Linked DNA regions of Macaca mulatta: region 1 is linked to region 2. A link is a contact called in public Hi-C data. All regions are on one chromosome and are shown on one strand. Each heading gives the region's core, a stretch centred on a gene start, on an enhancer-like site or on the middle of the called end of the contact. The rest is flanking DNA. Distances are from core to core; before and after follow the strand shown. Region 1 holds the start of SOX4 (SRY-box transcription factor 4). Region 2 holds the start of LOC106997839.

What was found. A called contact is a pair of places that touch in the nucleus more often than the background predicts.
Region 1: a Hi-C map of fetal cortical plate shows a contact between it and region 2, with 2.3 times the contacts expected there. The contact joins the promoter of SOX4 here to the promoter of LOC106997839 in region 2. A contact is called at or near these places in 2 of 14 Hi-C or Micro-C datasets (fetal cortex germinal zone and fetal cortical plate).

What each region holds. Positions count from the first base shown.
Region 1 is chr4:161,527,089-161,533,534 of T2T-MMU8v2.0, forward strand. SOX4 (SRY-box transcription factor 4) reads right to left here and starts at 2,691. Exons shown (of 1, transcript XM_001098923.5): 1 at 1-2,691. The coding sequence starts at 1,909. The coding sequence ends at 482.
Region 2 is chr4:161,457,581-161,464,160 of T2T-MMU8v2.0, forward strand. It overlaps LOC106997839, which reads right to left and starts at 4,134. Exons shown (of 11, transcript XR_013417061.1): 1 at 2,279-4,134; 2 at 48-300.

The DNA of each region.
Region 1 (6,446 bases), core at 1,441-3,940, 68 kb after region 2:
AAGAAGTAAAATAAAACAAAACCAAGGTGGTGATGCAGGAATGGGGAGATTCCTTCAGTCTCTAGAAAACTAACTCGGTTTCTTGCTGGGGGTGCAGACAAGTCCGGAAGCTCTTTGGAAAGGGAGGGGGGTCTCTTCAAGCAAAGGGGAGGAAACTCGAAGTCGCTTTTTTTTTTTTTGCCATCAACAACAACATCAATAACAACAATAACAGGTCGCCCCTGTCTACCCTCTGCCTCCTCCGCGTCCCTCCGGCTGGGCATAGTGGGTCCCCGGCCCGGGAAGGTGGGGGATGGGAGCGCGGGTCCAAAACGCCGCCGCGCTTTCCGACGACGGGAATGCGGTCGAAGCCAGCCCTGCTCATTTTTTTTTCTTTTTTCCCTTTTCTCTTTCAACTCTTCGTCTGTCCTTTTCGTTTCATTTTTTATTTTTATTTTTTCTCCTCTCCTACCCCCGGCGCTCCCCACTGCCTGCGCGCCCTTCAGTAGGTGAAAACCAGGTTGGAGATGCTGGACTCGAGCCAGTCTCCCGAGATCATCTCGCTCACCTCGGGCGTGCAGTAGTCCGGGAACTCGAAGTGCGAGCCGGAGCCGGGCTCGAAGTTAAAATCCAGGTCCCGGTCGAGCGCCGACGACGAGCTGAAGCTGCCCAGGGACATGCTCTCAAAGTTTGAGCTGGGGTTCAGGTCGAGCAGGTCGTCTTCGAACTCGTCGTCGGAAGACGAGGAGCCCGAGGAGGAGGAAGAGGAGGAGTGGGACGAGGCCGAGGAGGACGCGTGCGAGGGCGCGCTGGACGGGGCGGGCGAGGCGGCGCGCAGGCTGGCGTAGCCGCGGTGGTCGGCGGGCGAGCGGCCGGCGGCGGGGGACGAGGCGGCGCTGCTGCGGCCGCTCAGGCTCGGCGCGTCGGGCGAGCAGCCCGCGCCCTCCTCCTCGTACAAGCCCAGGGGGTCGCTGGGGTCGGCTCCCGCGCCCACGCCGCCCACGGGCGACGACGACGTGCCCAGGCCGCCGAACAGGTAGACGCGCTTCACCTTCTTCTCCGCCAGGTGCTTGCCCGGGGCTGCAAGCGCTGCGGAAGCAGAGGCCGCCGAGGAGGCGGAGGCCGAGGCGCTGGGAGTCCGCGCCTTGTACAGCGAGTGGTGGTCGGCGGCGGCGCCCAGGGGCAGCAGGGCGGCGGCCCCCGCCTGTTCGGCGGCGAAGGAGGAGGCGGCGGCGGCAGCCGCTGCTTTCCCGCCGCCGCCGCCGCCTGCCAGGATGAGCTTGGCGTGCGGTTTGCTGACCCCGCCGCCCGCGCCGCCCGCCACTTTGGAGCCGCAGCTCTTTTTCTGCGCCGGTTTGGAGTTGGCGCCGCCGCCACTCGCACCGCCGCCTCCTCCCCCCGCGTTGCTGCTCCCGCCGCCGCCGCCGCCCCCATGGCCGCCCCCGCCGCTGCCACCGACCTTGTCTCCCTTCTCCCCTGGCTTGGAGGAGGCGGCGGCCGAGGAGCTGGAGTTAGCGTTGCCGGATTTCACCTTCTTCCTGGGCCGGTACTTGTAGTCGGGGTAGTCAGCCATGTGCTTGAGGCGCAGCCGCTCCGCCTCTCGAATGAAAGGGATCTTGTCGCTGTCTTTGAGCAGCTTCCAGCGTTTGCCCAGCCGCTTGGAGATCTCGGCGTTGTGCATGTCGGGCGACTGCTCCATGATCTTGCGCCGCTCGATCTGCGACCACACCATGAAGGCGTTCATGGGCCGCTTGATGTGCCCACTCGGGGTCTTGCACCAGCTCGGGTCGTCGGCCTTACCGCCCGTGGAGGCGGTGGAGCCGGGCGTGGGGGAGGAGGCGATGCCCAGCTCGAGGCCGGCGCCGGAGTCCGAGCTCTCGCCAGCCAGTAACGCTTCCGTGTTCTCGGCATTGTTGGTTTGCTGCACCATGGCCCCGGCTTGGCGGGCGCCCACGCGCGCTCACACCCTCGCGGCGGCCGCGGCGCGATCGCCGGGCCCTCCCGGCTTCCCGGGCCGAGCACACGCCGAACGGGAAGACGCGCGCGGCGGCCGAACTGGCCCCTCAACTCCTCGCAGGGGCGGAGGTGGGCGAAGAGAGAAAAGTCCCCAAAAGATGCGGGGAAGGAGTTCTCCGCCTCTCGCAGAGGAGTTATAGTTCCCAGTCTGGAGAGTCTCTCCCTCTCTCTCGCTCTCTCACCGCGCTGCAGTTTGCTGTCTCTCGGCTGAGTCTGGAGACCGTGCTAAAGTAGAGAGGAGTTTCTCGAATGCTGGTTGCTGAAGCTTCCAATACAAGTTTCTCGCGGCCTCCCAGGCAAGTCTTTTTTTTTTTTTTTTTTCTTTTTCCCTGAAGCAGTTGATTCCAGTTCACGAGCGCTCTCGGTAGCTCAGGAAAGCGACATAGTCTCTAGCACTTAGTCCCTCTCCTACAATGCAAAGCAAAAAAGACTCTGGCTCCAGGACTGTCTGTGGGCGGAATCGGCACTAAGGAGTTTGTGCAATTATTTTGTTGCAAGGTAGGAAGCCAAAAAGCCTGCATGCAACAGACTGGCATGAATAAATGTATGTTTCTCCCTCCCTTCTGCAAGAAGGGAGCTGGTAATGGCAAGAATTCCTCCAGTGCAGACTCTTAAAGAGCGTGCAAGAACTAGAGACCCGACAGCTAAACAGGCCTCTTCCCCTCACACACAGTTTCTCCTGCTGCAGCTTAGAGCAGACCCCAATTCCGCCTCGCGCCTCTTTATCCTTTCACAGTCTTGGCTGCAGCCAATCAGCTGCTGTAACCAACGCTTCCTCATGCCAAACCCCTCCCCCGGGCTTCCCATTGGCTTGGAACCCGATGCAATAATAATCTCCGCGTGCAATGAGAAGCTCCAAATCTGACCTCATTCCAATTTACAGAGCAAACTTTTTAAAAGGGCTAGAAGTACAGCTGAGATTTCTGCTGCCTCTTTTTTCCTTTTGCTGTGTGTGTGTATGCGCGCGCGTGTGTGTGCGGGCGTGCGTGTGTGTACAGTGTGTGAAGAGGATGTTAATGCATGAAATTATTAAAGGGAGAGACGGAAATGTATTCTAACCATTATGTTAGATAACAAGGGGCTTGGAAGGGGGCGGGGTAAGGGTGAAATACTGTAAATGGAAGCTTTCTGCTTAAAAGCCAAGTGATTATTTTTATTACTTCTTTTCAGCATTGGAATAAAGAATCAGCCTCTCGTGCAAAATCTGTTCCCCAGCTCTTTCTTAAAGCCAAAGCTGTAAAGGGGAAGAGAAAGCCACAACAATAAATCAATGGATATTGAAAACCATTAAGAAAGTGGTACCTAGACACCTGTCATCACAATTATTTTAACAACTCTAGGTACAGCACAGATGTTGATGTATTGTGTAAATCCCTTCAGAACCATTTTTGTGCTGTTTGTGGAAGGCAGGGAAGACCTCTTTGCAATAATTGCTTACTCTCTTAACCAAATAGGGGTCAACTATGGTTATTTAATGATTTAAACTCCCTGTAAATCCTGCATAGCCCAAACAGAGGAGCTTTCCGTGAAACACATTAGGTAGTGCTCCATAATTACCTCAATGGGCAAATTTCCAGAGTTTTGTATAGGATGTATAATCGTATGTAAAGGATGGAAATCGGTTTTACTTTCTAAATATTTGTTTTCCCTGTTTTCAGAATTAAAGATTGCTTCACTCTCTTCCCTCTCCTCCTCCCAAAGCCATCTCCCTCCTTTCCTTCTTATATATTTCCTCTTGTTATTTGTTACTTGAATCGAAGGGAACTGAAAAACCAAGGCAAAGAGAAACTGTAGAAGGAGGTGATAAGTGGTAGCAGAAGAGAGTAGGGCCTCCGGATTCATAGTACACCTGGCTGCTAATCCTTCTTACTGGTTTGTAACTATGGGGATGTGGCGAAGTCTCAGTTTTCCTCATCTATTATATGGAGGAGCTACTTCATAGAGGGTTGTTGTGAGGGGTCAAAGAATTTGTGACTATGAAGCACCTGCTCTATTGTAAGCCCTCAATGAATACTAATACCTTCCTTTCTAATTCAAATACCAGACATGCTCCTAGTAAAAGCTGCATGTTGTTCAAGAGACTAACACAGAATAACCACTGATGTAAAAAAGTAATAACAGGCCAGGCGCGGTGGCTCACGCCTGTAATTCCAGCACTTTGGGAGGCTAAGGTGGGTGGATCACTTGAAGTCAGGAGTTTGAGACCAGCCTGGTCAACGTGGTGAAACCCTGTCTCTACTAAAAATAAAAAAATAAAAAAATTAGCTGGGCCGGGATGCTTGTGCCTGTAATTCCAGTTGCTTGAGAGGCTGAGGTGGGAGAATTGCTTGAACCCAGGAGGTTGCAGTGAGCTAAGATTGAGCCACTGCACTCCAGTGGGTGATAGAGTGTGACTCTGTCTCAAATAATAAATAATAATAATAATAACAACAACAGATCATTGATGTGAACCATACAAGGACAATAGTGGCAACCCTGCCATTCCATTGATTTTAAAAGAAAGGAACTCCATGAAGAATACTAAGAAGAATGTGGCAAAGAAAGGATGCCAAGGTATTCAAAATAAATGTTGGCCACAGAAATTACTTGTTTTCCAACGTCTGAAAATTAGAATTGTAGTAAAAATCAGCTTTCCTTAACACTATAATAGGAAACTAATATTCTTCAGGCCAACCATAAGTGGTTAGGTAAGATCAATCCAAAATAATTAAGTCAGCTTTTGATTCAGAGTAAACTAGTGCTGGGTAGTAAATTTCTATTTATCTTGTCAAACTTATAAAGTATGTAGGCTGGCAATAGGCCCAGGTTGTCAGACTTAGAATTTTACTGGAAAGAACACCCTATGTAGCCATCTGACTGGCTCTGTAAGGATCAACCACAAGCAAAACTGTTTTTGTGGGTAAAAGCAAATAATTTTTGACCATTAGCTACTTGTATTATATACTTTTTTTTTTTTTAAATGAGAAACAAATCCTTAAAAAAAGAAAAACCCAAACCAAAAACACACAGGCACCTTTTCTGCATAACAGTGTTGCTGTGTTATAAACTTCATTTTATCTGGTGTGCATAGAAACACATCCTTAAATGTAACCAATCTGACAAAAAAAAAATTATTTTAAGAGGGCTATTATCTATAAGATCAATGTTTTCACTAGGATAAACAAGAATATATTTATTTTTGGATTTGTACTAACTAATGACTTGAGGGTGTAGCTAGTTTGATAATTCAGTCAAGTTGAGTATCAGTATTATTGATTCTATTTCTAAGTCATTTATGCTTCCATCATCGAATATGATGGGGAAGAGTGGAAATTAAAGCAGTCATATATTTCTGCTTAAAACACACGGATTTTTTAAAGGGTGTACTAAAACATAGCCACTGGCCTCATTCTTTTGTTACATGTATTTCAACAAATCCAACAAATTTTAAGACACACCATTACATTCCACCAAGGAAGAAGAACTGCCAATGAAACTGTGATATCCCCCTAGATGTAGGATGTCTCCTTATTTCAGAAGCGTTGAAATGAAAAGAAAAATTTTGTCTCAGACTTGATGAAATATGGTATCAGTAACTTCCATTGACTTTATAAGATGATTACTGTATATATATTTATATATTACAGAAGTGCTTAGACTTCTGAAATAGATCTGTTCTAGTGAGTTAGTTCTCTTACAATGTAAGAAAACATATGACAAATGCCCTTTTATTAAAGTCACCTTTATGACCAAGTAAGTGTGTGCACACTGGAATGTATTGGACCTCTCAGTACCAAATAATGAGAAAAGATTTCTCCCTTCTAATTCCCTAACTTCATATGCTCTGTAATCAGTTCTCCATTACTGACATTTTGTTCCCAAAATACCAGATATTTGGTGGCCCCTACTAAATCAGTACTCAGTGTTCCCTCTGCTGGCTTTGCAGTACATGAAGTAATTCTTAATGCTACTCTTTTAGCTCTATGAAGAGAAAGCCAAGATTATTTTGCAGAAAAAAAAAGTCCTGGTTTAGAATAATAGACTGTCTTTATTAGCAATGATGTTAGACATTTCAAATTTTGAATTAGGTATTTTATTCCCTTAAATGATGGAATTCCATTTGAGATGTAAGTGTAATATCTGCTAATGCATTTCTTCTGCTCTCACACATCTACACAACAGAAAATCTCACATCCATACAATTATGAGGCATAGATGACATAAGATTCTATTCCACTGCTTAATATATTCCTTTGGCATGGAGGGAGGGACCTGAATGGAAATTAGTTTAACAAATCTGGATTTGCACTGATTTGCAAGATTTTGCCTTGCCTTGGTTACAGAAACTATGACTGTAGGAGCTAGTCAGACCTGACAAGTATTCAGTTCAAATAAAATAAAGAGGAGGAAAAACTGTATAGTTGTTACTTTACCTGACAAGGAAGAAGCCCTGGGAAATCTGATGCATTGGC
Region 2 (6,580 bases), core at 2,884-5,383:
CCAGACCAAAAATGAAGTCCTCATAGAGTATCTAAAAAGCAACATACCTTTTTTACGGTGGAGAATTCCCAGAGATCAAATTGTAATCCATATAGAAAAGGTATCACCAAAACTTCCAATGATTTAACTGTTCAGTAACTCCAGATGAATCCAGGAATGATTTGACCTTGTATTGGTACTTCCATATTGTTGGCTGATAGAAAGATCCAGTAAGAACAACGCAGAAGGAAGGAGGTCAGTGCTAGGAAGTACTCCAGCAAATGCATGATGCTTTATAGATGCTGATAATAGTAATTACACCTATACAATTGAAATTAATTAAAGTTAGCTTCCAAGTTATTCTGCCTCCTCACTTTCTAAAAGGAAGTAATTGTTGCAATAATATATTTCAGTCTTTGATACGAAAACTCAAAACTACGTAGTTCTAGCAGTTGAATCATTTCTAGGTACAAGTCTTCAGTAGTAACTACTGTATACAGAATCAAAAGTTGAAGAAGCTAAAAGACAATGTTTGGGTGTTTCCTCAAGTTATTGACAGTGCATGCAGTTTGATGTTTCATTTGTCTCGTCAAAAGTAAGTCCAAGGGAGTGAGGAAAGCCTCTAGCACTTGGGAATATACGAGAGAAGAAAGTGGAGAAGGCAATAAACTATCTTGGCATTAGAAATGATCTCACAAAACATACCTGAAGATAATAATCTTTAGGTTATTCTGCATGTAGAATTCCAAAAGCCTATTCTGCATATTCCTATAGCGCATACATTTGCCCACTTTCAACAAACCCCCAACTTCAGTCTCCAAAATGCTTTTCCTTTTTTTTTTTTTTTTTTTTTTTTTGAGACAGAGCCTGGCTCTGTCACCCAGGCTGGAGTGCAATGGCATGATCTCAGCTCATTGCAACCTCAGCCTCCTGGATTCAAGCGATTCTCCTGCCTCAGCCTCCCAAGTAGCCGGGACTATAGGCACGCACTGCTACGCCCAGCTAATTTTTGTATTGTTAGCGGAGAAGGGGTTTCGCCATGTTGGCCAGGCTGGTCTCGAACTCCTGACCTCAAGAGATCCACCCGTCTCGGCCTCCCAAAGTGCTGGGATTACAGTGAGCCACCGCGCCCGGCCCCCAAAATGCTTTTTCTACAAACCAATTGACAGTATGGGATAAACAACTCCTGTATAAAATGGAAAAGCGATGGGAGAAATTGTACCTAAACTGGCAATGTTTACTAGGTGTTGAGTGTTCCCCTCATTCGAGCATGACCCAACCTAGAAACACTCCGAAGTTAAGCTACTTAGGAAACAAAGTTAGGGCGTCTTCTTTAGCCTATGAAGACGGAGTGGTCTGCGCTGCCTCTTCACCCCGCAGAAGCAGTAACAGCCATCCCTCTTTTGGGCGGGCGTGGCAGATAGAAACAAAAGGTTAAAACACAAAAGGCGGGGCGGAAGGCTGGGTCAGAGGAGCTTCTGGGGCTCACGTTCTGCTTTCTATTCAAACACGTTGAAATGGGGTTGGGGGCGGGGGTGATGGAAAGTGAGAGAGGTGAGGACGGATCCCAAGGATAGCCTGGGTTATTCCGGGTGGATCGTGAAATTGAAAGGGGCGAACGGGATGGCTCTAACTAGTGGTCCAGGCCCCATCCCCTCCATCCCTGCATCTCTGACAGTCTGGAACCTGTGGCTTCCTCCACCCCTCTCAGCCCCGAAGAAAACTTTCTGAACTCTTAGATCTGTTTGTTGTAAACCTCTCCTTGACCGCTAACACAAGGGTCCAATCCCCTCCAACCCAAACCTTTCTTCCTTCCATTGTTGCACCGTTTTTATATTGTGCGTGGTATCTACAGAGCGCTCTGCAGACAGCTAACTTATACAAACGACCCCCATATCCATATCGCTTTCTTTTGCATGACCAAAGTCAGGGTTAGGGTGGGGACGAGGCTGGACTTGCCCCTCTCAATTTCTGCATATTCATCCCTACAAGAGTGCAGCTGGAAGAAAGCGAGGCAATACTCCCTCACCCCACCCTTTTGATACCCTCCTCCCCATCCCCCCAGCCCCTCATATAAAGAAGCACATGAGATAAATGCCTACTTGGCTTTTGCCTATTAAAAATAAACAAATGAAACAATTGCGCGAGTTCTTTAAAGAACAAAAGGGAGGGGAATGGGGAAAGGAGGTACAATTTACCAGCCAAACTTTGCCACTGAGCTACTCCTCTGCCCTCCGAAGGGCGGGGAGCGGGGCGAGTTGAGGGGAGAGAGGTAAACAGGACAACAGTCCCCACTCACCTTCTTCCCCACTTCGTCGCACTTTTAAGGGACATTTCCCCCGCTGCAGTCCGCGAGGCGTTTGGACACTTTTTCCTGGCCTGACAGCAGAGAAAGTCGCGGCGGCAAAGTTGCGAGAGGGAGATACCCCGGCGTCCGGGGAGAGGGGAGGAAAGAGAGTTCATCAGAGTTCCCCCTTTTGTTCCAAGTCCCGGAGCAGACAAAGAGGCGGCGAGCGGCGGCAGGTTTCTCCCTCTCACCCCTTCTTCCTCTCTCCCTCCCCTCCCTCCCCGCCCCCTCCCTCTCCCCGCATCTCCCGCCCGGCTCGGGAACCTCCGAGGCGAGCTGGGGCTGCTCGGTCCCCAGTTCATCGCAACTCTGCCCGGACCGTCTCCTCCCACTGCCTGGCTCGAAACTTTTCCCGGGAGATGCCAGCCCTGGCCCCCTCCGCACCGCGCACAAGTCTGGGGCGGTGGGCAGGGGATCTCCAAAATCATTGTTTCCCGGAGATGCACCTCTTTGTTTGCACTTTCCCTGCCAATCAATGTGAACCATTCACTTGGGCATCGAGTTTCTGCCCGTTTTTCGTCATCCCAAGAGACAAAATGCAAAGGGTAGGGGGTCAACCCTAGATAAAGGCGCTTACACAATCAGAGGTGGGGCGCAGGATAGGCTCTTCATCCTCCTTCGTCCTCTCGGATTCACCCTCCTCCACCCAACACACAGAACAACTCTAAGGGGCTCCAAGTGTTAGGAAATTCTCCTCACCCACCCTTCCCCACCTACCCCCACCCACGCTGTCCCTCTGGAGAACCCTCTAATTGGCAGGACAAAGGCCAGCTCGGGGTTCGGCCGGGGCCTCCATCCATCCCTCGGGGCTACCTGTTGCTGTAGGCGCAGCGCAACTCGGTCCAGGGGCTCCAAGGAAGGATTCCCAGCTCCAGCATCGTGCCCACCTTCTCAGGCCCCGAACTTCCCCTAATCTCAAACTGCGAAGGTAAGGCTCTCAGGACGATCAGGCTCCCTCCGACCCTAGAGCCAGGCGCTGCTCACTCGTCCTCTTCCCTACACCATATCCTCGTGCTCACCCCAAAGATATGAGTCGGGGTCCCAGACCGCCTCCTCATCCTCTACCCCCTGCCGCGACACGTCCCGGCCGAGCATCCCCTCTTCCCTTCCCCTCCCCCACTGCCTTGTCCCGGACAAATCAGGTGTCTCGGACCAGGGACAGCTTCTGACCCTTCCCCAGGTCCTTTGCTGTCATCCTCAACCTCTAGAATTGGGATCCCATCCAAATGGTCCCCCACCCCTCGACCCTGATCCCAACTTCGGGCCACAGCACTGGCTCGCTGAGTGACTCAGAGCAGCACTCGTTTTCCTTCTAGGTTCACTAGAATTGAAGAAAAAGAAAGCAGGGAGGCGGGGGAAATGGGAGAGAGTGGGGGCCCGCATGGGGAAGCAATTTCTAGGGCAAAAGAAAAAAACATTCCCATGCCAACACCCACCCTCTAGTTGGTATCCAGCCTGCCGCGCACCTTTGCTTCCACCCTCTTTCCTTTCTCCCCATCCCAGACTTGGGATCTTTTCGGGTTGATGAAGTTTGGGGGTAGAGGGATGAGGCAGACGGAAGCTTGGGGACCTGGGGGCTATGTCCTGGGTAGGCTTGCGGGGGGAGGGGCATTCAGGGGAGGGCTCCCGCTGGGTCCGGAATGTCGTGGCGGTAGGTCCCTGCACCCGCCCGGCGACTCCTTGCCAAGGTCTCTCCTCCAGAGCAGAACAAAGACGCCGCGAGGAGAGCTTCTGTCCTCGCCTCCCCCGCCCAGCGCTTCACTCGCACCAGCCCACGCCGCTCTCGGAAACTTTACAGCCAACTTCCCCTAGAGTTCGTGCGCGCGGCGAAGGGGGCCAGAAGGAGAAACCGGGACAATTGCATCCCAGGACCAGAGATGCCCTCTTCCCCGTCCCCTCCCGGACAGGGAGCACCACCTCTTGCGCCACCCGTCCCGGCCCGCGAGCTGGGCGACCCCCGGTGCCAGGGCGAGCGGAGCACGCGCTTTCCCCAGCTCCTTAAGGGAATGATGTTTCTTTAGTTTGGACGCGTACAGTGCTGGGCAGTGGGGTCAGAGGAAAGAGGTGGCCAAGAGATAAAGAAGCGGCCGCCGGCAACGCGCAGGGCCGCGGCTCTGGCCGCTGAGGCCCAGGGCGCAGGAAGCGCACGGGTGTGAGCCGCGCCCGTCGGGCCGGGTTCCTGCGCGTCCCGTTCCGCCCTCGGATCCCAGGGAGCAGCCGTGAGGCAGGACTCAGGGCCCGCCTGGGCGGGCCTCCTGGAGCGTCGGCCTCCTCACCTTCAGGGAGCCTCGACACCTGCGCCGTCGCCTCGCGGAGCCCTGGGTCTCTCGGGCAGTCAGTCGGCTACTGGAAGCTCAGGAACCTCATCTTAGGCGAGGAATCTTGAACGCACCACAACCAACCACAAAGAGAAAACAGCCCCCACCCACTCCTGTCTGGCACATTTTCCTCTTTGTTTAATTATGTTGACTTCCAGAATTCTCTTTTTAGGAGAAGCCTACCCTCCCCGAGACAAAACCTTTCCTTCTCTTATCCTCAGGGATCTGCATGGAAAATAATGAAAAGTCAGTACTTTGAGACAATTCCATTCTGCTGCCTCTCGAAAATCCAGGTTATAGGGTAAATCAACCAAGATAGGGTTTTTGACTTCGAAATAACACCCAATACTCCACTTACTAAGCAGAGCTATTAAAGCATTACCGATCCTTTGAAAATGTTTACTGTTTGTTTCTCTCTTTTTTCAGGGAATGAAGAATAAGGGTCATTTGCTAGGTGCAAAAGTCAATATGGCCTTAAGAAGGCTTTCTTCCTGCTGCCTGTCTTTATGAAATATTGCTCTCAGAGCTGTTTGAAGTATCTCTCTTTCCCAACCTGCTGGTGAACTAACTGATTTCTTCCTGGAATCTTGGTCTTCCACCCATCAGAGCTCCATCTCTGTAATAAAGCCGGCTGCTGGGACAATGTATGAGCTGTACACTCCTACCTTTTAAAGCATACCATCTTTTTCTCAGATGTCACCAGAGCTTTAATATCTTTTTAAAGAGTTAATTAACATCATCTAGGCTCAAAGATGGATATAGCAGAGCATATAAGCCAGGTATCTTTTCTGTACTAACAGGGTTGGGGCTCCAACAGTATGTCATGGGCTTCCTACTGGCAGGCCAATGGCATCTTACTCTTCCCTCTCTGCTTCCCCATTCAAGGGCTTCCTCTGGCTGCCAGACCCCACTTTGCCAGTGCAGAGGGGCAAGCCAGAGGAGCCAAGCAGTTAATTCCTCTCAGAGCAGCCCTCAACCAATCAAAGATTGGTTTTGAGGCCAGGCATGGTGGCTTACAACTGTAATCCCAACACTTTACAAGGCAGGTGGATCATTTGAGGGCAGGAGTTTGAGACCAGCCTGGCCCACATGGTGAAACCTTGTATCTACTAAAACATACAAAAATTAGTGGGGCGTGGTGGTATGTGCCTGTAAACCCAGCTACTCAAGAGGCTGAGACAGGAGAATTGCTTGAACCCATGAGGTGGTGATTGCAGTGAGCCTAGATAGTGCCACTGCACTCCAGACTGGGCAACAAACTAACACAACGTCTCAAAAAAAAAAAAGAAAAAAAAAAGATGTTGACATAAAAATACTCCAGCTTCCCACTGAGCTTAGGACTACGGTAAATTGTACTCTAGTCTCCCAAAGGTGCCCAACTTTTGAGGTTCAGGTACACACAGCAGTAACCTCCCCTTTAGGGAACAGTGTTACCTGCCTGCTATCCTTCCTTCCTTCCTTCCTGGTTTCCCTACTTAATTCCTTACTCTCTTCCCCACCAATGCTTTCCAGGATCACATCCCAAATAGATTACAATACTTGCCCTCAAATCCTACCCTTTGGGTCAGTTTCTGGGGAAACACAACCTAAGAAACCTCTTATATATGTTCCTTCTAAAGGGAGGACTCTGTTCTATTTGGAGAATGAAGTTACGATATCCGATTTTCTCTAAAAAAGACGTTATTTCAGTAATGAGAAATGTTTTGAGTTAACTAGTTCATTTTCTATGTAATAGTTTAAAATTAGATAGCATACTAATATGAAAGAAATAAGTAGCAATAAGTAGAATCATATGTCATATGTGAAAGTTTTGCACATAGAGTCATTAGATAAACAGAAAGAAGCTCCATAAGTCTAATGCTGGCAATCAGCAATGCAACAGGAATACCGTTAGAATCACACTGCTGAAAAAATTAGTCAGAAGTAACATAGCTTT